Regions from separate parts of the Mus musculus genome. Here all the other regions are linked to region 5. Evidence: chromatin contacts called from public Hi-C, HiCAR-type and promoter capture Hi-C data. All regions are on one chromosome and are shown on one strand. Each heading gives the region's core, a stretch centred on a gene start, on an enhancer-like site or on the middle of the called end of the contact. The rest is flanking DNA. Distances are from core to core; before and after follow the strand shown. Region 1 holds the start of Dazl (deleted in azoospermia-like). Region 2 holds the start of Apobec2 (apolipoprotein B mRNA editing enzyme, catalytic polypeptide 2). Region 3 holds the start of AY702103 (cDNA sequence AY702103). Region 4 has its middle 16 kb from the start of Gm30419. Region 5 holds the start of Mocs1 (molybdenum cofactor synthesis 1). Region 6 holds the start of Tspo2 (translocator protein 2).

The links. Promoter capture Hi-C pulls out the DNA fragments that hold promoters and counts their contacts. Hi-C and Micro-C count contacts between places; a contact is called where the count stands out from the background. HiCAR-type assays count read pairs that join an accessible place to other places.
Region 1: a contact with region 5 is called in a HiCAR-type map of astrocytes, with 2.2 times the contacts expected there. The contact joins the promoter of Dazl here to the promoter of Mocs1 in region 5.
Region 2: a contact with region 5 is called in a promoter capture Hi-C map of second pharyngeal arch cranial neural crest. The contact joins the promoter of Apobec2 here to the promoter of Mocs1 in region 5. A contact is called at or near these places in 8 of 39 promoter capture datasets (the C10 cell line, HPC-7-derived erythroid cells, cranial neural crest and 4 more), 4 of 484 Hi-C or Micro-C datasets (CD4 T cells and the G1E-ER4 cell line), 6 of 115 datasets of contacts at active chromatin or transcription factors (bone marrow-derived macrophages, embryonic basal ganglia, embryonic forebrain and 3 more) and 1 of 9 other capture datasets (embryonic stem cells).
Region 3: a contact with region 5 is called in a promoter capture Hi-C map of second pharyngeal arch cranial neural crest. The contact joins the promoter of AY702103 here to the promoter of Mocs1 in region 5. A contact is called at or near these places in 2 of 39 promoter capture datasets (hippocampal neurons and second pharyngeal arch cranial neural crest), 1 of 115 datasets of contacts at active chromatin or transcription factors (acute myeloid leukemia) and 1 of 9 other capture datasets (embryonic stem cells).
Region 4: a promoter capture Hi-C map of liver shows a contact between it and region 5, with 2.5 times the contacts expected there. The contact joins the enhancer-like site here to the promoter of Mocs1 in region 5. A contact is called at or near these places in 3 of 39 promoter capture datasets (embryonic stem cells, hippocampal neurons and liver) and 3 of 115 datasets of contacts at active chromatin or transcription factors (astrocytes, bone marrow-derived macrophages and forebrain).
Region 6: a Hi-C map of the G1E-ER4 cell line shows a contact between it and region 5, with 4 times the contacts expected there. The contact joins the promoter of Tspo2 here to the promoter of Mocs1 in region 5. A contact is called at or near these places in 2 of 39 promoter capture datasets (embryonic stem cells and erythroid cells), 3 of 484 Hi-C or Micro-C datasets (all in the G1E-ER4 cell line), 9 of 115 datasets of contacts at active chromatin or transcription factors (the 230-238 cell line, acute myeloid leukemia, bone marrow-derived macrophages and 6 more) and 2 of 9 other capture datasets (embryonic stem cells and macrophages).

The regions. Positions count from the first base shown.
Region 1 is chr17:50,292,004-50,295,817 of GRCm38.p6, forward strand. Dazl (deleted in azoospermia-like) reads right to left here and starts at 1,617. Exons shown (of 11, transcript NM_010021.5): 1 at 1,404-1,617. The coding sequence starts at 1,406.
Region 2 is chr17:48,430,129-48,434,046 of GRCm38.p6, forward strand. Apobec2 (apolipoprotein B mRNA editing enzyme, catalytic polypeptide 2) reads right to left here and starts at 2,600. Exons shown (of 3, transcript NM_009694.3): 1 at 2,351-2,600. The coding sequence starts at 2,481.
Region 3 is chr17:50,237,028-50,241,283 of GRCm38.p6, forward strand. AY702103 (cDNA sequence AY702103) reads left to right here and starts at 2,181. Exons shown (of 2, transcript NR_131975.1): 1 at 2,181-4,256.
Region 4 is chr17:48,596,655-48,600,363 of GRCm38.p6, forward strand. No RefSeq gene overlaps it. Among named protein-coding and RNA genes, the nearest start is that of Gm30419, 16 kb to the left of the region's middle. Within about 2 kb of position 1,902, at least 8 of the 459 cell types and tissues checked have an H3K27ac peak or open chromatin away from gene starts, as enhancers often do. A contact at or near this core is called in liver, where this site is marked.
Region 5 is chr17:49,426,181-49,429,897 of GRCm38.p6, forward strand. Mocs1 (molybdenum cofactor synthesis 1) reads left to right here and starts at 2,184. Exons shown (of 11, transcript NM_020042.2): 1 at 2,184-2,384. The coding sequence starts at 2,262.
Region 6 is chr17:48,449,383-48,453,457 of GRCm38.p6, forward strand. Tspo2 (translocator protein 2) reads right to left here and starts at 2,119. Exons shown (of 5, transcript NM_027292.2): 1 at 2,071-2,119; 2 at 1,490-1,679; 3 at 501-688. The coding sequence starts at 670.

The DNA.
Region 1 (3,814 bases), core at 367-2,866, 870 kb after region 5:
AGGGCTCCATATGGCCCCCTGCTGTCCCCAATAATTGTAAATTTCCACACACCTAAATGCCCACTACTGACCCTGGTGGGAAAGTATCTTACTCATCAATGGACTATAATAGCATACTGAAAACAAACTGTATTAAATTTAAGACATATTTAATTATACCTCTGAATTAGCTATGAGAAATATTAGAATACCAGCAATGAGCCAGCACACAAAAATTTGCCTATTTTGTACAGTACCATACTTCATTGTATTGGAAAATCCACATATCAAATATAGCTAGAAGCTGAGAATAGTTATTAAAGATTTCAGGATTCACATTTTTGAAATGTAATTAAATCACTATGCTAAGCAAATTCCCATGTATGCTACAAATACTGGCCAATAGATAAAAATCTGCAGTTATCAAATGTTTAACCCTAATGTAGTGAGAAAACGGTCCAATATTGTGCGATTTAAATTATTGTGATAGACAAGTACCTATTTCACATTATAAATGCTTAATTTGAATTCCAACTTAAGTTAACATCGGTCATAAGTAGTATAAATTTCTTCCTTTACCTCTAAAATGGAAAAAAATTTTAAACGAACATGCAACATCTAACGGATTTGTGATTAAATGGCTATCAACGTTTGTTTTCAGTAGCCCAAGCTAGCCTGGCAACGCCTCAGTCAGTCTGCTGGCGGCGGCAGCGGCGATTACAGCAGAGCTGTCCGGTCCCGCTTTCCCCGACCCCCGCCCGGCTCAGGCCTCTGGCTCCTCCCCCAGCCCACGCAAGCCAAGCTCCCGCAAAGCCGCCTCCACCCCACCCACAGTCACCAGGCGACAGGGCCCGCCCTCAGCCTCCCGATAACCACGCCCTCCGGGTCCTTTCCACGCCGCGGCCAAGCCGCCAGGCCGCAGGACCCGGCGCGGCCAGCCTAGGCGCCACCTGGCGGAGGCGCCCGCGCTGCGGCGCTCCGACCCGGAAGCCCGGGCGCTCGTGCGGAGGAGCTGGGCCGCGGGGTGGGGGCTGGGCCGCGGCAGGCCTCGCCTAAGGCCTGCTCCTACGGGCACCGCGGCCCAAAGGCGGGAAAGAGCCGTCACGTGACGCCCAGGCCGTGCACGTGGCCCACCCCGGGGCTGCCCGAGGTCCCCAGGGCTGCCCGCCATCTCCCCGCAACCCCTCAGTGCTGGTGTAGGCCGCAAAGGCAGCAAGGCCGCCACTCTTGTCCTCCAGGCCTCACCCTGGGGGCTGTCCGGTGGGGGAGGAACCCAGAACCGGAAATATGAAAGGACCCTCTTTATGCCCTCTCCCCACTTCTCTGTGCTACACCAGAAAAGGCCGATTTTTAAACCTCCGCGTAAGGAATCGCGGCCTCCGGCTGGTCTTGCACTGCCACCCCGGGGCCTGCCCTCGACTCACCATGATGGCGGCCAGAGTTCGGGTGGTAAAACCTCGAAGGTGGAGCAGAAGCCACGCGACGGGGCAGCTACGTGAGGTGGCTGCCTAGCCGGCCAACGGGCAAAAAAAAGCCGAGGCGGTGGTGGAAAGAGAGCCCACGGCCACGGAGACAGCGGAGTCCCGAAGCGAGCGTGCTGAGGGTCGCCGAGTCACTGAGGCGTGGGCTGCGCGCCCCGGGGGGATGACTGTGCGTGGCTGGCCTCGTGACGTGCTACAGCCAATAGGCGGCAGCGCTAGGGCCTCGCAAGGGGGGCCAGGGGACCCACGTCGCCCACGGAGTGCGTGAGGGGTGCGCATGGAGCATGCGCGACATCTACGTAAGGGTCTCGGCTGCCGAGCAGGCCCGAGCCTCACTGACAGACAGATGGACCGACTCCTGCCACTCCCTAGCCCCCCCAGGACCGTGTCCGAAGCCCCTGTGAAATAAGTCCTGGGCAGGACGGTGCTCAGAGTTCTGTCAGGAAAGCATTTATTCAAGTCATTACCTCAAAAATGGCACCTCGAAGGCATGGCGTTATCCCGTCAGCAAAGCTTGGCGGCCGAATTTAAAATTTACAAAATGCCCGCAGAAATAGAAATTAATAACGGGCGGCACGACTAGAGAGCAGGCCTTGCCTGGCCGGGCCCCTTCACCCTCTTTTTCAGCCACATTGAGAAGGTTGAGTCCGGGTGCATGTGGAAGGCGCACCTCATGCCTCACGGGCCGGCCCGTCAGCCATCAGGACTTAGTTTTTTTCTTCCGTTTTTTTTCTCCCCCCCCCCCGCCCCTTCAAATAAATGCCCGAATTATCCGGTACAAAGGACACAGCAGTGACCAGACCACACGAGAGAATATCCCTCCCTTCGTGGAATTTAGGTTGCAGTGTGAGCGTTTCTCTTGTAGGCTTTACAGAAACAAGCTAGGCCAGCTGAGAGAATTCTAGAACATTCTCAAGGCCAGAGAAACGGGGCCTACCTACCTACAGCAGAGCCGAGCTGTAGGGTGCTTGGTGGAGATAACCTTACGGCAGAACCACCTAGTACTTATACCGTCCTGACTACCTTTTGTACAGATGATAAGTATTACAGCTTTTTTTTTTTTTAAAGCTGGCAAAACAGCTTAAGATTGCCACTAACCATGCAGCAATGATGGAGAAAATAGTATTAAAATAATAAATAAAAATAAAACAAATAAGGGTAGATTGCACCTATTTGAAAGGGGGGAAATTCCAAAATTCTGAAACTAAAATTAAGCTCGAAACTACAGCGGTGAAGATCCGATTCTCCACTGGCCTTCGGTAGGTGGCTACATGGTGGTGTGAACAGTCTAACAAAGGGCCTGGACTGTCCTCATTTTAGTGTAGAGAAGAAAAAAACCCACTACAGACAGCTGGAATGGTTGGTTAATGAGCAGCGGAGAGATGGCTCTAAACTCTGTAGCTCCAGGCCTTCCTGCGTTGGCTGGATGGGGAAAGCTGAAGCGGTGCAGCCCGATTTGGAGCTGAGCACCTTGCAGCACACCGGTGTTCTGGCAAGGCATCATCCTGAGGAAAAGCACGGACGTGAGGGGACGGGGAGCACCGTGCAGACTAGAGCAAACCCAAAACCATCTAACTCTCATTGGTGTTTGACCTTCCATTCCTGCGCTCTCCAAGTTTGGCGTTTATAGTTATGACATGTTTGTTACTGGAATCTCGAAAGGAAGAGCCAGGTTTTCCCAGTTCACTATCCCCTTCCCTGCAAAAGATTCTTAGGCAAGGCGTTTAAACGCTTGAAAAACGAAACAAAGGCCAATCTGCAGAGACAATAGGGGTCCTCTCAGAAAAGGACTTTTCAAAGAAAATCCTCCTGGAAGTGGGGTCTAGAGACAGCAGTCTCCTAATCCCAGCTGCTTAGGAGGAGAGGCTGAGGCAAAGGAAACTAAAAGTTCAAGGCTGCCCTGACAGTTTAATGACACTGTCTCAACATAAAAAGAAGAGAGGACTGTGCAGAGGGTGCCACACAGGGCAGAGCGCCTGCCTAGCATGTGTGGGAAGGATGTCCTGGCTTTAATTCCCCGCACACTCTCTCTGTCTCTGTCTCTCTGTCTCTTTGTCTCTCTGTCTCTCTGTCTATCTGTCTCTCTCTCTCTCTCTAACACACACACACACACATTCCAAAAGATTATAAAGCATTTACGGTGAATAGGAATGGCCTGTTTGGATTGTATGAACATTTTATTTTTCTGACTCTTGTCTTTGGTCTTTCAAGACAGGCTTGCTCTGTGTAGTCCTGGAATTCTCTCTGTAGACCAGGCTGGCCTCGAACTTACAGAGACCCACTTGCCTCTGCCTGAGGGCCCAGCACTCTCCGCTCTTTTACTGCTTTAATCGGGGCTGGAGAGATGGCTCAGC
Region 2 (3,918 bases), core at 1,350-3,849, 1.0 Mb before region 5:
ATCCCTGGATACAGGCCAGGGAAGAGGTGGGCAGAGTCTCCTCTCCAGATGGGAGGAACTGCCTTCATCACACACTGTGGTTTGAGACCCTTTTCAGAATCTTCCACCATCTTTCTTTGTTCTTATGCTCAGGACTGCTTTCTGTCTATCTGTCCATCTGAAGTACCCCATGTAAACAATCACAACAGACAAGTCTCTCTCATTCCTCTATAAACACTCCTCTCCCCGATCTGTTCCCTGCAAAGCACCCCCCCCCCCCCACTCTTCTACTGGTTTCAGCCCAAATCTAAGGAGCATTTTAGACTGGTTCCCTGTGGAGTCTAGACTAGGAAGGGAGCAGCTTCGCCGGCCCTTTGGAAAGGAAGGAAAGGCGAGCCATCTTTGCTGGCCCTGCAAAGGCACAGCCACACCTCTGGGCTATTTTAAGTAACTGTTTATCCAGAGAGGCCCAAGAGACAGATCACCACAGCTGCTGTCTGTGTCCAGGAAACACTCAGAGTCCTGCCTCCATCCAGAAGTGCTCTCAGAGATCTCAGAATGGTACCCCTCTGTGTCCCTTTCCCTGAGCCGTGAGTCATAGAAAACCTCTAACTCTCATTACCGTGGGAGACCTGTGGGCCAGACACTTGGCTAGGAGTCCTAAAACCTACAGCTTCCTGGTTCTGTGGTCTTAGGTATATTGTTTCGTTTCCCTGACTCTGCTTCTCCTCCCCTCTCCCCTCTCTCCTCTCCCCTCTCCCCTCTCCCCTCTCCCCTCTCCCCTCTCCCCTCTCCCCTCTCCCTTCTCCCATCTCCTCTCTCTCTCTCTCTGCATTACCTGAGGGTGAATAAGCATATTCTCTTCACTATGTGTTGTAAAGCCTTAGACAAATGCCAGTTACTTCAGAGAACCTTTAGGCTCCATTTCCCCGGGACCCCAATACATCTTCACTTTAAAAAAAGGTCTAATTTTATTGTTGACCCACCTTGCCCTGTACCTGGGAGATCAAAAGCTGCATAGAGTGGAAGGTATGTGTGTAACCCAGGACAGCATGGTCCAGGATGCTCGGGTGTCAGTAAAAGGATCCTCTCCCATAGGCGAGCCACTGGAATGGAGGACCCTGCTGGCCTATTTGCCCTAGGCTTCCCCTGTGTCTATATTAGTCTGTGCCCAGCTGCTGCCTTAATCCTAGGATGAGCGCAAGATGATCTGGGCGAGCAAGAGTGAATGGAAGTTCAATGCCTACTCACATCTCAGAAACCAAGCAACACTTCCCCCTGGGTTCTCTTAGAAGTCAGAAAATATCTGAGCAGGAAGGGACATTAAGAATCAAGTCGGGTAGCTTCCTCATGTTTGAAACAAGAAAGTAGAGGCCAGGCCTGGAGCAATACAGGTCAAGCATAAAACAGCAAGTCCAAACTGCTCCCCAGGGCTGCTCCTCCTCCTTCAGGCCTTTGTTCCTCCTGAGACTTGGTGTGCCCCCACCCAGCCTTTGCGCGCATTGCTGGAGAAATGCTATGAAGGGAACCGAAGTTCAGGAAGGAAACTTGGATTTAGCGGCATCTTCCTCTCTAGGAATAGAGAGAGATAAGGAGAAAGGCTACTTGCATTCATTTCTGGGGGCAACACAATCTGGACAAGAGGGGACCCTGTAGACTAACTTGAGCCCAGTGGCTATAAACTGTGCTTAAGCTTCCAGTATCTGCAGCTTGGAGATGACTTCTTGCTGGGGCCATCTTTAAATATGCCGTTCTCACTGAACTTGTTGGGATTGGGCTATATGCACAGGCAGATGATGTCCGATACCCCGCAAGACCGATCGCTGCCAGGGCCCCTTCTCCTTCTCCACAGCATCCATACCACCACTCTTCCAGAAACTTCTCTCAGTATGGCACCCATTCTGCCTTTGCACATTTGCAGAGACTGCCATGAAGAAAATGTTATGTAGTTTCATTCTGGGGGTTCCATTCCTTCCACATCCTCCTGATTACAGGGTCTAAGTTGTCACCTCAAAAAGCCAAGAGTATCTGGACCTGGTGTTAGCTGCTTTTAATCCCAGCAATGAAGAGGCAGAGGCAGGAGGAGGATCGCTGTGAGTTCAAGACCAGCCTGGTCTACATAGTGCGATCCAGGCCAGCCAGAGTTACATGGTAAAACACTGATTCAAATTAATTAATTAATTAATTAATTAATTAATTAATTAATTAAAAAAGACAAGAGGCCTTTGCTGCCCAGAAGCCTCCTGCTAGCATGCTGGACGCACAGCTTGTGGCTGACCTTGGGCTTCCCTATTCTTGTCCTAACCTTCCACAGCCTGCTCAGACCCCACCCTTTCCCAGGCAGGAGCCCCAGCCCCCACACAAGGCTTACCCAGTGACAATCTCGAAGGGCGGAAGATCGATCAGCTCTTTCAGCTTCTCAGGGTCTTCCAGGTTCTCCAAATCATCTCCATTCTGAGAGGCTGGCGCCGCAGCCTCAGCGGCCTCTTCCTTCTGAGCCATGGAGGAACTGTGGCCGAAATGTGGAGAGGTTGTCAAGCCAGCCAAGGGCCTGGCGGCAGAGTCCCAAGCAGCTGTCAGCAGCTAAGCCTGGCTGGGGATGACAGAGAGAGGACCGGATTTGGTGCTCCCCACAACTCAGCTGCAGGCTTTATAAGCAGGCCCTCCCGCCCCACCCTTGGAGCTCTCTCACTCATCTTTTTTTAATTGGATGACTGACAGGGTGACAGGGTGGGGGAATGGAAACTCTGGCCATGTGTATTCCCCCTATTTATCAGCAGGCAGACAGGAAGCTGGCAGGTGGGGAGGGCTGGGCCAATTCTACCCCGTCTCTCCTCTCTCGTTTACCCAGACTCGACTGAGTTTTAGGGGAGAAGGCCTCTCATTGTTTTAAACAGATAAGGCCTGTGATGAAGGAGGGACTTGTAGTGACCCCCCTCCCCCGCCCACGTTGGGGGGAACTCGGGTTTAGGAAAAGAGGGTCTTTGTGGGACATGAGTTAGAAACCAATGATTTGAGAGGAGAATGTCTGTTGCTACTCAGGGTCTGCATGTTATGTTCGTTGTGAGCCCGAGTGGGTAGGTGGATGGATGCGCGTTTGCGCATGCGCACGAGCATATGCTCGCCCGTGAGTGCATCGGCCAGAAGACCTGATCAGGTGCCTTCCTCTGTCAATCTCCACCTATTTCTTTGAGGCAGGCCATCTCCTTAAACCTAATGCTTCACACTCCGAGTTAGGCTTGAAGGCAGTAAACCCCCGGCCATCCTCAGGCCTCTGCCCTGCTCAGAGTCTTCGTCCCCTTCATCAGTCCTGTGCCTGCCTGAGGGCGCATGCTGAGCAGATGCTCTGTTGGCAACGGTTCCAGGCACTGAGGTGCAGAACAGACCAAAGGAAGAAGCAAAGAAAAGCCCTGCTCTCCCGGAGCTTGCAGGGGTCAGCTGCTATATCCGCTAAGTAAAATAACTTCATGTGTTTTGGTAAGTGCTGGGGAGAACTGGCAAGGAAGCATCTGAAAAAGACAAAGAGTGAGATTACATTTTGAAAAGATGTTTACTTTTTCTTTATTTCCTTGTTTGTTCTTGAGAAAGAGTCTCTCTGTCTTGACCAGCCTGGCCTTGAACCCACAAAGGCATGTGCCACTACACCTGATCCTTATTTTTTATTTTTAGTTATCTGCTGTTAAGTCTCTGGGTGCATATATGCATATAAGTGCAGATGCCTGCAGAGGCCAGAAGAGGGCGTCAGATACCTTGGAGGTGGAATGCAGGAAGCTATGAGCTGCCCCATGTGGGTACTGTATTCCAGTCGTCTGCAAGAGCAATGTGTGCTCGTAACTTCTGGGCCATCTATCTCTTTAGCCCCAAGATTACATTTTGATAAGGAAGGACTTTGGAAAGAAACGGATCAGTCCAAAGGAGACAAAGGAAACATTCATCTGA
Region 3 (4,256 bases), core at 931-3,430, 810 kb after region 5:
GCCAATTTGCTTGAATTTGAAGCAGAAACCTTTGCTCCCTGAATGTGTCCTCCGGCCTTCTCTGCTTGTCTGCGGCTGGGGCTTTGGGTAGAGCAGGGGCTGGGGGTGCCTGTTTAATTCCTCCTTGGATAGAGCAGCTGATTGGTGCCTGCCTGGCTTCTGGAGCAAATGAAGCATCGCGTCATTATTATTGCTTGCTTACTTAATTGAAAATTGACCAGATGTCAATTGTGATGAACAAACACTTTTTCTTCCGAGGCGAGGGATTAAGACACATTTCCTTTTCCACCTGGCACCAAACCCACGCTGTATTTCACACTGAAAGACCCTTTCTGATAAAGAAGAAAGAAGCAAAGAAAGGCGAGGGAACCATTTTGACTAAAAAGCCTGTAATAATGGAAGAAAACCGATTTTCAGAGGCATTGTCCTGGACATCTTTGTTGGCTTGAGCTGGGCAGCTTTGTTGGCTTACGGCGCCACCTAACGGGGATGAGGTAGATTACACAGCGTTGTTGCATCCTCCCGGGCTGCCTCCTGCGGGATGAGTGAGATACCAGCCTCAAGTTGTAGGATGCTAACCTGGTGCTGAAGGGTCACCCACTCTCAAAGGCAGACTCCTCCGCTAAATGGAATTTCTAATGCTTTACTTTTAAACATCCGCTGTGTGTGTGTGTGTGTGTGTGTGTGTGTGTGTGTGTAGGACAACTCGTGGATGTTAGAAGACGCCTTGTTAGAGTTGGTTCTCCCCTTCCCCCACTTGGGTCCCAGAGATCAGGTCACTTGACTTGAGGCAAGCATGGTCACCCTGTGAACCATCGTGACTGTCATGTATTTTTTTATTTGATTTTTTTTTAAAGGTAGGATCTTAGTAACCCAGGCTGACTTTGAAATCCTTGTATAGCTGAAACTGACCTTGAACTTCTGACCCTTCTGCCTCCAGGACTGGGACCACATAGGTGTGCTCCACCACACTCTTCTGTACAAGGTGCTGGGGTGGAACCCAGAGCTTCCGGTGTGTATTGTGCAAGCAGCCTGCCAGCTGAGACACACGCCTTCCTTGTGTGTTGCTGAGAGGGAGGAGGAAGAGAGAATCTGAAAGGGGGTTGGGTGTCAAGAATTACTGATGTAGCAGTAAGAAGCGCTAAAATGCTTCCTCTACTTTATCCCACCATTTGGGACACTCCTGGGCCGGCAAGCGTGCTTCTGGATGCTTTGGAAAGCCACAGCAGGGAAGGTGGGGTCTCCTTAAAGCTGGAGAGATGATGTGGAACTGTGGGGACCGTGGTGGAACAGACAACACATCTTCTTTCAGGGTGTCGTCCTTCAGCTGCCAATTGCCAGCAAATGTGGTCTCATCGTCCTGTTTGCCAAAGCCAAGGGTGTGTATAAGACCCAGGAGCGAGAGGGTGTGGCCTTTGGAGATCTCTGCCGTGGGCTGTCAGTTTGGGAGAGCAGCATGGTATCCCAGTCACCAAGTAGTAGAGGTACTGGGGACTGGAGGAAGCAAAGCAGCAGGAGCCCTGTGACTGGGCACTCAACATGGAAGCCAGGGAGATGGCAAGCTCTCAAATTAGCAAGGGACATCTGAGAGATTTAGACTTCCTGCAAAGGGTAGTCCAATTCTAGAACGATTCTCCAGGATCTAGAAGATGTAGGTCTGTGCACAGCTCACTGTGACTCAGCTACCAATGTCAGTGGTAGGACTGTACCACTAGTGTGTTTGTTCAAGACGGTGCCTCCAAGGTCCTGCTGGCTGCAGATATCCCTGCCTCCAGGTCCTCAGAATCTAGCTTCAAGACTGTGTCCTCTACCAGCAAATCATCTTTCCAGGACAGGTGTTCTTTCTTGTCAAGAGAAGGGAATGTTGTCAAGATTACCCAGAGCTCTGAGAGCAGCTGGAACAACACTTTAAAAAGGGGTTCATGACAACACCTGGGTTAGATATGCAGGCCACTCAAGTGCCAGGAATGGCTTTCCTGCCCTGGACTCCCTTTGCAAACTCTATATATTTTGTAAACTCTGTACACTTTATAAAGTTTGTAAACCTCAACTCAGAAAATGGTCCTGGCTGAGACTGAGGCTCTCCAGCAGCCAGGCCCCTCCCCCAGAACCCCACTAACTGTCATAACTGTCAGAAGGGTCATCTCCAGCATGTCAACAGGCCCCACCCACGTTATGCTAATTCTAGGTGAAAAGCCTGAATAAAAGCCACCAATTCCTGAATAGGAAAATCCACCAAACCCTGAACTTCCCACAGAAACTCACCTATCCCTGGACATCAAAACCCACCAATCCCTGAACAGGTAAACTCACCAATCCCTGAGCTCCCTCAGGCTCAGAAATTGAGATGCCAGCCATCCTCACTCTGGAAATCTTACTCTAGAAAGGTCCATGCCCTAAGAACACCTATACAAGCACTGGACTTTGTCCAATTAGCAAGTGCTCTCTGCACTCTCCTGAAACCATAGGCACTAATATTCCAGGATGCATTCTTCCATACTGTGGACACACCAATGAATGCCTTTCATGAGCTCTGCTGTCATGTTCTTCTCTCATTGGAAGAAGACAAGAAGCAATGAAGACAAGAAAGGAAGAGAAGGAGTAGGCTTGAGGCTCCTGAGCTCAGCTGGGGACATCCTTCCCTGGAGCTGGGAAGCCTCCAATGAGGAAGGAGACTTCCTCTCAAAGATGTGTGGTTCCTGGGCCCCCGTGTCTCCAGAAACCCTTCCCTTGGGACACTGTCACACCTCAGAGCTGGATGGTTCCTGAGTTCCAAGGCCCTGAACACCTTCTCATCCAAGCACAAAGGCCAACAACCAGGGCCACTGGCCCTACAAGATCCAGATATCATCTGGTAAAGTCTGAGAACCAACTCCCAGAGATGGGTCATGCAGAAGTTAATCCTGAAGCTCCATCTTCCTCAACACTGGCAGATAAAAGCCACCCAGGAGCCTCCACAGGAGCGCCTGTCTCATCAATGGGTCCAGCCATATTCCAGATTTGGAAGGACCTTTGCAAGGATCTGACAAACATTGCAGGAAGATCTCTGAGAGATCTGTACAGGATCCCAGAGGGTTCCCTGGGCAAAGATCTAGAGGCTGTCTCCGAGACACGGGTGGACAGTTGCTATGTCAGACAGCCAAGAAGTGACTCACCAAGTCCCCAGCTAGTCTCCCCAGGAAAACAGCAGCTAGAGGGTATACTGAAAACCACTCAAGCAGCAAGTGGAGCCATTACAATGCCATTAAGGTGCCTGTGGGCACTTGTCAAGGAATTGCTGTGGACCACACAGTGGTCCTGCCTGAAAACTCAGAGACAAGTTCTGAAAACCCAGAGACAAATATGGAAGCTCAGAAGCAGTGATCCTTGAATGATGGGGCCACCTGCAAGAATATTTCCCAATGGGCCTTCATTCCTACAAGAAGATGCCTTTTGGGTGAGGCAAAAAGATGGAGCTTGCTTCTCAGAGACCTCAAAATCCTACATCTTTCCAACACAAACAGGTCTGTAGCTTTGCCATTTCCCACAGCCTCTGACTCCCTCTCCGACCTGCTGGGATTCTAGAGATGATTTCCTGGGAGAGCTTTTTCAGAAAAGTTCAGAAGAGGAAGTGAGGACAAAAATGGCTTCTAGTATATGCAGACTGCTCCCTCTACCCGCCAGCTCAAATTCCTGAGAGGGAGTCCATCTAATGACAACAATTGGCCATCTGAGGCACCCAAAGTGTTTAGAAGGACAATGTGACTTCCCTATGCACCACACACTGCATTGTGGGCAGAGACTGGCCCAGTGATAAGGCTCTTGGATCTTGGACAGGCAACCCAGAGCCAGGTTCAAACCTAGTCAAGGATAGGTATGAGCCCCAGGAGAGTAAGGGTGTGGCCTTTGGAGATCTCTACCACGGGCTGTCAGTTTGGGAGATCAGTGTGGCACCCCAGTTACCAAGTACTAGAGGTATGGGGACTGGAGGAGGCAGAGGAGGAGCAGGAGCCCTGTGACTAGGCACTCAACATGGAAGCCAGGGAGATGGCAAGCTCTCAAACTTAACAAGGGGCAGCTGAGCGATTTAGAATCACTGCAGACCAGCAAAAGATATTCCCCTTCCACGACTATTTTCCAGGATCCAGAAGACTTATGCCTGAACACATCTCACTGTGACTCGGCTACCGATGTCAGTGGTAGGACTGTACCACTGGCATGTTCTTTCAAGACGGTGCCTCCAAGGTCCTGCTGGCTGCAGATATCCCTGCCTCCAG
Region 4 (3,709 bases), core at 652-3,151, 830 kb before region 5:
TTGGGGGTTAGACACTTTGTTAGTAAAAATACAACCGGAACATTAAACCGGGTTAAAACTCCTCTCTGTGGGTGACAAGTTCATATTAAAAGCTTGTTCATGACTAAAGCATGCCACTTATTTGTCCGAAAAAGGAGAAACACTTGTTTATTGTTTTGTTTGCGTTTTTGTTGTTGTTGTTGTTGTTGTTTTGATTGCTAGGTCATATCTTGTGTAGTAAAGAATTAATTATTTTGTTACTGCTGTAATCTAATTTTATACTTCATCCTATGAATGTTATAGTGAACGGATATGCTCTTGAGATTCAAGACTCGTAGGAGTTTGGTGTGCTTCATTCTGTCCTAAGAAATTCTCTCCCACTTGTTATTCTCCTAGCACTTGAAACTTGAGCATTAAGATGAAGATGCTGGGGTGAAACAGGCTGTTTGACATCTATGTATGCTTTAAACAGTGTTGTTTGTGCTACCCTCTTATCTGGCATTGTCCTTTCTATGTAAACGAAGTCTCTATTATTCCCATCTCAAAGCATGCATGAATTAAGAAAGTGTAATAATAAAAAAATACAGTTTTCTTAATTTGTTCTGTATTACCTATACCTAATGTCTATATTTTAATATAGGCAACATTTGAATTTGTAGCTTGAATTTGTAGCTCTCAGCTTAACATTAGTGTATCTGAAAAGAAAACTAAACTTCAGGAGTTTTATTAAAAAAATATTTAAGGGCTGTGGCTCAGTAGAATGCACTTTTAAAAAAGATTTATTTTTCTTTTTATTTATGTGTATGTGTGTATGTCTGTCTGTGTGTGGCTATGTGCACATGAGTGCAGTTACCCGTGGTGACCAGAAGAGGGCACAATCCCAACCATGGCACTGGTGGAGGCTGAAGGATCAACAATGCAGGTCCATTTGCAGCCTCAGTCAGCTCAAGGCTCACCCAGGCTACAGGAGACCCTGTTATTATTATTATTATTATTATTATTATTATTATTATTATTATTATTATTAATTTTACATATTCACTTTATGTCCCACTCACTGCCCCCCACCTCAGCCACCCCCTCCCACAATCCTTGCCTCTCCCCTTCTCTCCCTGGGTCTTCCCCCACCCTTATACTTCAAGTCTCTGTAAGGCTAGGTACATACTCTCACACTGAGGCCAGACAGGGCAGCCCAGTTAGAACATATCGAATGTACAGGCAACAGCTTTTGGGATAGCTCCCGCTCCAGTTGTTTGGGACATGAAGACCAAGCTGCACATCTGCTACTTGTGTGCAGGGAGGCCAAAGACCAGCCCATGTATGGTTCTTTTGTTGATGGTTTCGTCTCTGAGAGCCCATAAGGGTCCAGGTTAATTGTCTCTATTGGTCTTCCTGTGGAGTTCCTATCCCATTAGGGGCTGCAATTCTTCTTCCTGTTCTTCCATAAGAATCCCCAAGCTCCATCCACTGTTTGGCTGTGGCTGTCTGCATCTGTTTGAGCCAGCTGCTGGGTGGAGCCTCTCAGAGGACAGCCATGCTAGACTCTTGTCTGCATACATAACAGAGTTTCTATCATTAACAGCATCGGGGATTGGTGCTTGCCCATGGGATGGAGAACCTGTTTCTAAACAACAAATGAAAAATAGCTCACCCAACACATTCATTCTTTCAACAAATAGACTAATAACAGGCACCATGTGCCAGGCTCTGCCGGGGAGCTGGGAGTTCAAGAACAAGGTAGAGCAGCTACCCTCCCTAGCCTTCTCTGAGATGAGCAGAGTCTGCCCCTCAGAACCCAACCCAAGGCCGAAGGCAAGCGCAGAGAGTGGATGAGGTCTGTGGGCTCCTGACGACAGGTGAGAGCCAAACAAGATGCCACGTCAGGTCATGGACAGACGATCCCAGGCTGGGCAGAGTCCAGAACCTGGAGCCAATATTCTTGCTGCCACTTTGTCCTCAGTGACCTTTGCTCCTTTCCACAAGGTGGCTGGGACGGGTCGTGAGCAGGAAAATATGAACCCTTTATACTTTCCCACTCTGCTCTTATGGTGGCAACTGGGTGCTTACCAGACTTTCACAGAGCGTGGGCTTTCTGGCAACCAGGCTGGGAGCTGCAGGGTGAGCTGGCAGCTCCAAGGAGCCAGGTCAGGGTTAACGGGATCATATGGCCTTGTTTAGATGCTTGGGATTTTATTTTAGAGCCTGTGTCATTTGGCTCTGGGTGTCAGGAAGCTACTTTCCACTGCCTCAGTGCTCTGCTTCCTGCAGATCTCGGCATGGAGATTCCTCTGATGTCCACAGATCCAACTTCAGGGCAGATGGAGGGCTGGGCTCTGGTCCTGCACTCCTCCCGTCTTTGTGCAAAGCCCACAGGCTCGCATTGGATGGGACGACTTCGGTATCCTTTCAACCTGGCCCTCCCCACAGTAAACAGTATTTATCCTTTATGCACATCGGTATATTTGCCCGCATGCGTGCCTGTGCACCGTGAGTTTGCCTGATGCTAGCAGAGACCAGAAGACAGAGTCGGATCCCTTGGAACCGGAGTTAGAGACAGTTGTGAGTCACCACATAGGTTCTGGGAATTGAACCCGAGTCTTTTGCAGGAGCAGTAGTCGGTGTTCTCGCCGCTGAGCCATCTTGCCAGCATGCTCCCCTCCCCATTTCTGAGGGCTTTTCCTCCACCCAATATGTTGGCAGCCGAGGTTCGGCTACACCAACTGTCTCTTTCTCCTCCCTTCTGTTCTCCCTCTCTCCCCTGCTTCCTTATTATCTTTCTTCACCCCTACTCTACTTCTCTTCCACCTTCCTCTGTCTCTCCCTGCTCTCTTTTATCCCCTTTGAAGTCCTAGTCTGTCTTCTCCTTTCCTCTGTCCTCCCCCTCCATTTCCCTGTCATCTTCCCCCCTCTTCCTGCTTCTTTTACTTTCCTCTTTCTTACAGGAGCCAGCAGGCCTGGTAGTAAGCTTTGGCCTTCTTAGACAGCTGCTTACCCCAGGTGCTCCATCCTCAGGCCCAGGGAAGAGTCCTCCCTCTCCAAGCTGATGTCCAGATACTTCTCCCACAGCCTCCTGTTGTTTGAGATTGCATGCCTTCACCTCCAGCAGAGCCTTCCAGTCCACAGGGAGGGATCACAAACAAAAAACGTTGCCTGTGCCTTTGCCATGGACCCCATGTGCTTTTGGCCTTGGTGCTGGGGCTGAGTCTGCCAAGGAGATCGTCTTTGTTCTTTCCCTTTCCTTATCTGGGTATGTGAAGAGTCTCTGCAGCCCTTTCCTGCCCTATGGGGTATTGTAATTGGTCTTCACTTGGTTGCAAGACACAGACTGGCTCAGACTGGTCCCTCCCAGCTCAGGATAAAGCCAAGCTTGAGGAGCTGAACTCCGGGACTCTGTAAGGAAGCCTACTGACCTGCTTCTTGAAAATAGACTTGATGTCTTACTTGATGTGATAAACGGATCAAGGACCCCTTAAGGGAGATGAGATTTAGTTAACAAACAGCTCTGGGAAACACTTCAGTTCATACCGACACTCAAGTGGCTATCGTCAGTTAGAACACAGATTTTTCCCCCCCCATCGGAAGTGAACATTGAACGGAGGAGGCACAGTTTCATTCACGACAGCTGAAGATGTGAAGAGGTTAGACAAAAAGGCTTTGTCACTTGGCCGAGGCCCTAAACATCCTGTGTCACCTCCCTTGGGACATGTGTGTGACCTCCATGGTCCTCATT
Region 5 (3,717 bases), core at 934-3,433:
GAGAGACCCCTCACCCACACTCTAAGTAAAGCAAGCCTGACAAACTTGGTTTTTTGCTGGGTTGAATTTTGATAGACTCTGACTTGGACGTCTCCCTAGGGAAGGAATTCTCAAAACGCCAGGATTGGCACACACATCTGAGACCTCTGTTGCTGATTGTGCATGAGGTGGGAGTGTCTACAATAAACCTAAGCCCCCCCCCCCACCAGACAACAGATGGTCTCACAGGTTCCATGGCAGTGTTTGTGAAAGCTTCCTATGGCTTCCTATGGGTGATTTTCTGGGTACTAATATGAGCACTCTCTTTCTGTGTGGATACTAGGTTCTCTCTTCTCTGAGAAGATGCGGCCACAGAATTTATTTTGAGCCCTTTCAGCCCCCTGAGGCATCTGCCTCCACATTCTTGTTCCTGATTCAAGTCTATCATGTCAACAAGCTTTTTCTCCTGGGTTTGATGCTCTCTTGAAAGCTTTTCAGGCCTTCCACCTGCAAAGAAATGGGTTTTGTTTTCTTGCTTTCTACCCCCCCCCCCCAGTTCTGCTGACAAATGCAGGCAGAGATAGCCGTAGTGGTGGGCAGCGTGTCAGCCATTCTCAGGGGATCCCCAGGCCTCTCGCAGATCCTGACAGACATGCCCCACCAAATCCATTCCAATTCAAGCTGATACTTTTTTTCCCCATAATGCTACTCAAAGTTGAGACAGGACAAAACAATCTGGAGAAGGCTTATCTGACTATCCAGACAAAACCACCCCTGCTTTTACAATAACCAGCCTGTATTTGTAAAAATCAGCGATGTCCTGTTATTCTTCCGTCGCCGAGGAACTGTCAGTTCTTCTGGATTGTATGCCATACTTCCTCTTCCAACTACAGCTCACACATGCTCTATGCTGGTCGTGGCTTCATGGTACCTGAGCACAGGTAACCAGTCACGTGCCAGAATGTAGAACAAGATAAGATGTAAGTTATGATTCTAATCAGAGAAGAGCCTAACTATATGGCCAATGTAGTTGTAAATATATTTTGAATCTGAGTCTTCTTTCTGGGAGCATGGGACTGGGAGAAAGAACCAGGCCTAACTTCTACAAGGTTTGGGCAGTTTAATCAGCTACACAGCTCTGGAAAAATTGCCTCCACTCTCTGAGACTTTTTTCCTTAATTGCTACACAAACTTTCTATCCACACCAGGGTCATGGGATTGATGGTTAGCTCAGAGTTCTGTGTGTAGGGAGCAATTCGAGGGTCACCCATTCTTTTGTGTCTTCCTTTCATAAATCTGTTTTTAAACGGAGAAACAAAGACTATTGATGTATGGGAGACACAACTAGAGTGTCCATAAGAAGGGAGCTGAGATACAAGCAGAGTCTGGTGTAGGGTAAAGTGAAGGCAATTAGTAAAGTTGATGTTTTTAAATAGAATATTGGTATTTTACTGGCGCACCCAAGCAGATTTTTATGTATTGAGATATTATTTGACTTAAGACTATGTCATAAAGTAGCATGCTATTTTGTATGCTAACTTAAAAAATAAGTTAAGGGACTAGAAAGATGGCTCAGTGGTTAAGAGGCCTGACGGCTCTTCCAGGGGACCATCACCCATATGGTATCCTACAACCATCTGTAACTCAGGTTCCAAGGGATCCGACGCCCCCTGCTGGTGTCTATGGCCACCAACTGCGCCATGGTGCACTTAAGGGTGGGCAGGCAAACTCTCATACATTAAAAAATAATTTAAAGAGTAAAAAAAAGAAAATATTATTTTCATTGGAGTCAGAGTTGAAGGGCTGTAATCCCAGCACTCGGGAAGCAGATGCAGAAGGCGATCTGTACATTTGAAGCCATCCTGGTTTACAAAGCGAGTTCCAGGGCAGCCAGGGTTACACCTTTGAGACACTGTGTAAGGGTCTCTACTCCCCTGCATAACGAAAAGAAAAAAAAAAGTATAACGTGCCTAGAAGTTTTTATGTCACCCCTTTAAATTCTGCATCTAAAGACAGCTTAAATCCAAGACCAAGCAAAGCTGAAGGAAAAGAACATAGCTCTCCCAGACTTGGCATTTCTGCACAAGAACACGCTTCCGTCCTGGAAGGGGGCGGAACGCGTGGACTACAACTTCCAGAGGGCAATGCGGAGAGGCACCCTCGCTGATTGGCTACTTGGGCGCCGCCCTCTGCTCCGCCCCTCCGAAATGACTCTGTTCCAGGTCCCGGGCTAGAGTGCTCTGGAGGCCCACTTCAGGCCGGGTACTTCCTTTGCTGACTTCATGGCGGCGCGGCCTGCGTTCGGAATAGTGCGGCAGCTCCTGAGGTCCAATGCTCGGGGTTGCAGCTCGGGGGCTCCGGTGACGCAGCCTCGCCCCGGGGAGCCCTCGAGACCTACCAGGGAGGTGAGCCCACCCAGCCCGCCTGCACACACCTACCTGGAGGGCGATCCAAGCCACCCTAATCTTCAGAATGCACTCTGTCCTGAGGCTTCCTTTGGGGAGGACCCTGGGCACTCACTGCTGGGTTGCTTGAGTTCACTCCTGCCCAGCGGGAAGGACTCCTCAGTTTCCCCTGCACCCCCTTCCCTGGAGAACCACCTAATAACAGGTAGCTGTGCTGCAGCAGGAAAAGGGGGTGCTATTAAGGAGTGAGAGTTAGGTTCCAGTGAGCTGTTCCAGCTTTCGCTTCCACCCAGTCTATTAAACATTATTCCTCACCTCCGGGGAGGAGGGTGCCAGTGCAGTCAGGTGTCCCCCGGACAACTGCTTCTTTGACAAGGACTAAAAAATATTGCTAGCCAGGTGTCCGGCACAGCCGGTTGTCACTTTGTTGTGGCAGGGTTCCATGACCTATCTTCTTTCTCTTGGGATGGGGTGGCCTCATTTGATGAGAACGAGAGCAAGATCAGGTTCCGTGATAAGGAGTTCCTGCCTGTCTTCATAGTGAGGGGCAGGGTCCTGTATTGCACTTCTCCGAGTGTTTCCAGTGACGGTAGGTCTTAAGTTTGTTGTTTTATCTAAATGGTTAGGGAAACCTGCGAAACTGTTCCATCCGCTTCTGTCTTCCAGAACTGAGCGTGAAGTCCCAGGACTCTGAATTTCACAATATTTGCCTCTCCCATCTTGCTCAAGACATAGGCAGGCTTATGTCAGAGCGTTCACTTCCTCAGACTTGCCTCTCTGGGATCCTCAGATAAAGCAGGCTTGTTGTTACAGGGCTCTCCAAACCCTTGAACTTTGTACTTGAGTGAAAAGCGCTAGGATAGCCAAGGCCACCATGGGAGCTCTTAAAAACCGATACTAGCAAAAAATAATTTTTTTCTTCCTCATCATGGATTTTGTGCTTTTTGTGAGGGGGCCTGTGCAGTGTGACTAGCTGATGGCCCCTTGGCCTCACACTCTCTCTTGGGGCACAGTAAAGGTGGGACCTTAAACAGAAACACCTGTGCTAGCCTCTCCCCTGGGGTGCTGTACTAGGTCCTGTTGGACACATCCTACCAGGGCAAGCAGTCATTCTTTCAGTGGTACCTCAGACATTGCTTTCTGCATATCTCACTTGGGACCGTCTTCCACTAATTGACAGTTCCTAGATGCTAGGTCTCCCTTCGCCTTTCTAAGTATTTCCTCCGGTGTTTCCCTCAGTGCATGTAGCCAGCCAAGCCAGCAAATGTCTTTTGGCTGCTTGAAGCACATCTAATGAGTTAGGTGGAGCAGTAGACAGAGCAAGGCCTAAGGA
Region 6 (4,075 bases), core at 869-3,368, 980 kb before region 5:
CATGGTGGCTCACAACCATCTGTGATGAGATCCAATGCCCTCTTCTGGTGCATCTGAAGACAGCGATAGTGTACTCATATACACACTATATATATATATATATAAAAGACTTCTCCCTGCTCTTCCAGAGGACGTAAGTTTGGTTCCCAGCACCCTCTGAAGGTGGTTTATAAGCCTCCGTATCTGGAGCTCAGGGAGAGCCAATGCCTTCTTCTGACCTCCGTAGGCACTCACACAAGCACACAGAGAGACAGACACACAGACACACTCGCACACATAAAGCACAATAAGTCGGGAGAGCTTGTGGGAAGAAGTGGGTGGGAGGAGTTGGGTGTCCTGGAGAGAAGACAGGAAGGGGAGGCTTGGAGGAGGGTTGTTGGAACCTTAGGTATACAGGACATATTTGCTTGTGGGGACCCCTACTTGAAGAGAAGCCAGAGTACAGCCCAGGGTCACACACGGGAGGATCTGCTCCTACCTTTGCAAGGCCACATACTCACCCCATGACAGAGTAGATGGTCACCCACACAAGCAATATGACCTTGTGAGGTGGGCACCAGGGTAACTTTCTCTCATCCTCACACCGACTGGATGGCTGATGAATGAGCATACAAATCAGGATGGGCCCCAGCAGGGGCACACCTACAAAGACAGGTCCTTGAAGCTGCATTCTCCAGAAAGGCAAGATCTGGGGAGGCAGAGAGCATGCTGGGATAAGCCTTCCTCTGTCCCCTTGGACCTCCAAACCTTACAGTCACCTAGCCAGAGTTTCTCACTGGAGGTCTAGTCATGGAGAACCCCCTGCCTGGAGCCCAGTTCTAGTCCTGACCCCTGAACCATCTCTAGTAAGCACTACCCTGACTCTTCTCTGGGCCTTATGCTTTTCTTCTACACCACACCGCGGAGCAGCACTTCAGTGTGGTTACTCTGAAGTGGTCACACTGCTCTCTCTAGGGCCATCTGACTCCTGGAAGTCAGGACCAGGTTTAGTCTTTATCTTCCTCCGAAGGCATCAGCTGGCCTCCAGGAGAAAAACAAGCCTTTGGTGTCTCAAGGACTCTGCCTCACTGAAGCTGACAGTGACCATCCTGGAAGTATCACTGTTGTGTAGAAGTTTCCTCTGAATTGAAACATTCTTTTCCTGGAAGGATGAGAGAGGAGAGAAGTGAGGGGGAGGAGGGAGGAGGGAAGAGGGAGGAAGGAGAAGGGAGGAGGGAAGAGGGAGGAAGGAGAAGGGAGGAGGGAGGCTTATGAGGCTTATTTGTTGGTTCACCAGGCTGGACTTAGCTGGGACCATTTCTTTAGTTTCCCATCAGTGCCCTTTCTGGGGTGAATAGATGTTTGTCCGCATCTCCCCAGGAAATCACATGGCAGCCATGTTCTGAATGTAGGAGCCAGGGATTGCTAGGTCAGTCATAGTCCCAACAGCCCTGCTCATTACCCCCAATCTTATCTCTTTAGAGCAGACTGGCACACGCAAGAGGCCCACCCAGGTTGGTCTGCCCAATTCAGGCGTGGCCAACGGTCTCCGTGGGTCCCTTTCTCTGAAGCCTTCTCTCTCAGCTGCTCCCGGTGTCTGAGGGATGTGCTCCGCATCGCCCCATTCCCACAGGTCAGGTCTGAAGGCACAGGTGTCCAGATTTCTGGTGGTCTGATTCTCAAGGACACAACAGCCTGGTCTTTGATTAAAAAAAAAAAAGTTGTTGCATTTGCATCTCATTTACATGTTGCTTTCTTTGTGTGCCATTTGCTCGTAGGCCGATGGTTAGACTCTCCTCCCCGCTAAGAGCCCAGCCAGTATCAATTTCACCTGCTCAGGGTATTCCAGCCTCTGTCTTAAGATCAATGCAACTTGACAGAAATAAAAACCCAATTGTTTTGGTGTTCTAGAGTGACTGACAGGTCACGGGCTGATCTGCCTCTCACTGTCTACCGACTCAGCTGCCTCCCCATCTCCCCATCTCTGGGTGTTTAAGCCAGTGCTGTAATCTCCCTCATTGACCGTGCCCACTCTCTTTCATCCTGCTATCTATCCATCACTCCTCCTGTCCCCAGGCCTTCCTGACTTACCTCAGGCACACGCCTCCCAGCCTGATGATATAGGATGTGTATAAGGTAGAAGATGGCGAGGGACTGGAAAGGGGTGGAGCCAGGCTCGTGACCGACCTGCCTTTCTCTTATGAAAAGGGAGGGGAGGGGACATTTGTGGGGGAGTCTCTGTTGCTGTTTGCAAGAGGGCTCCTGTCCACAAGCTCCTCCCTGGTCTGTTAGAAATGCGTGAGAGCCCGAGATACGAGGAATTAAATGAGCCCAGGGTTTATGTCTATATTGTCAAGCATTCCACCATGGAACTTCTCCTTTTCCTCTTCCTCTCCCTCTTCCTCTTCCCCCTCACTTCAGCTCCTTCCTGATGCATAGATCTTTGGTGAGAGCCCCCTTGATGGTGAGATCTGGACCTTCCGTAAAGAGCCCAGCCTGGAGCCACAGTCCAACTGGTACCCATGCTCTCTGTGCCTGTGACCCAGTTCTGTGTCCCTGGGGATGGGAGGGGCCCTCGGATCTCCTTAGAGCCTTTCTGGAACCAGATTGTCTTCACGTGAGGCAAGCGCCAGCTTTCGAGATGAGTTCATGATCCCTGAGAACAGTCCCCGATTCCAGCCTCCTGGTTGGCCTGCCTCTGCCTGGCTGGGGACTGGAGGCTGGCAGAGCCCTCCCAGATCCCAAGCACTTTGTGCTTCAGAGATGGAGGCGGCAGGCAGTGGAGGTGGGTAGGGAGCCTGGGCAGGAGTGGTCTGGTGCTTCCTGCCAATATCTACCTCCCAGCCACCACAAAGGGCGTCAGGGGAGAGTGACCCTGTCTTCTGGCAAAGTCCAGTTTTCTGTGTGACTCAGACAGCTTGGTATAACAAAGACAGACACCTCCATTGTTTGTCCCCTGTCAGAATTCTGGGCACCCTGCCTTGCTTGTCCTTTAGGTTCTAGGTCCCCTTTACCAGGCTGCCTGCTCTCTGTGGATTCCCAGTGACATCCAACGAGGCTCTCTGGCATATATTTGTCCTGCTTTCCCTTCCATCTACACCCAGGATGCAGGCAGAGAAGGAGCTGCAGAGAGGGACAAGAGGCCAGAGAATAATTAACTAAAACAGGAAAGAGGACAAAGCTGCTTTTATATTTTCTTGTGTGTGTGTGTGTGTGTATGTGCACGTGTGTGTGCATATGGTGTGGGTACACACGTGTGGATGTGGATGAGGGATGTGTCATGTGCTCGTGGAGGCCAGAGGACAACCCTGGGTTCTGCCTCCCCAGCTCTAGGATTGGAAAGACAGTTTTAGGTGGATTCTGGTCACTGAGTTCAGGTCCTTGGGCTTACAACACAAACACTTTTTGACTAAGCTATCTTTCCAGCCCAAACTAACTAACTAACTAACTAACTTTCTTTCTTTCTTTCTTTCTTTCTTTCTTTCTTCCTTCCTTCCTTCCTTCCTTCCTTCCTTTCTTTCTATTTTTCTTTCCTTTTTCCCTTCCTTCTTTCCTTTCTTCCTCCCTCCTTCCCTCCCTCCCTCCCTCTCTTCCTTCCTTCCTTTCTTTCTTTCTTTCTTTCTTTCTTTCTTTCTTTCTTTCTTTCTTTCTTTCTTTCTATCTTTCCTTCCCTTCCTTCCTTCCTTCCTTCCTTCCTTCCCTCCCTCCCTCCCTCCCTCCCTCCCTCTCTTCCTTCCTTTCTTCCTTCCTTCCTTCTTTCCTTCCTTCCTTCCTTTCTTTTCTCCTCTCTCCTTGTGTAGCCTCCCACAAGCCTGAAGCAGGCTGAGCCAGACCTTGACTTTGTTACCACTAAGGAGATCACCTAGGGTGGAGCCTGCCTCCCTGGATCACTCTTATTTTTCTGCCACTGCAGTTGCTGCTACCTGCTGGGAGTCGGCCTAGCTATTCCAGAGACTACACGTGGTCACCTGCAGCTGAGCTCTAAGGATGATTTAGTGGGAATGGGCTTCCCCTCTCCTTTATAAAGCGTGTCCGCCATTAAAAATTTGAACCTTGAGCAGACTAGTTGTCTTGGTTCCATTATTTCTCTACCCGC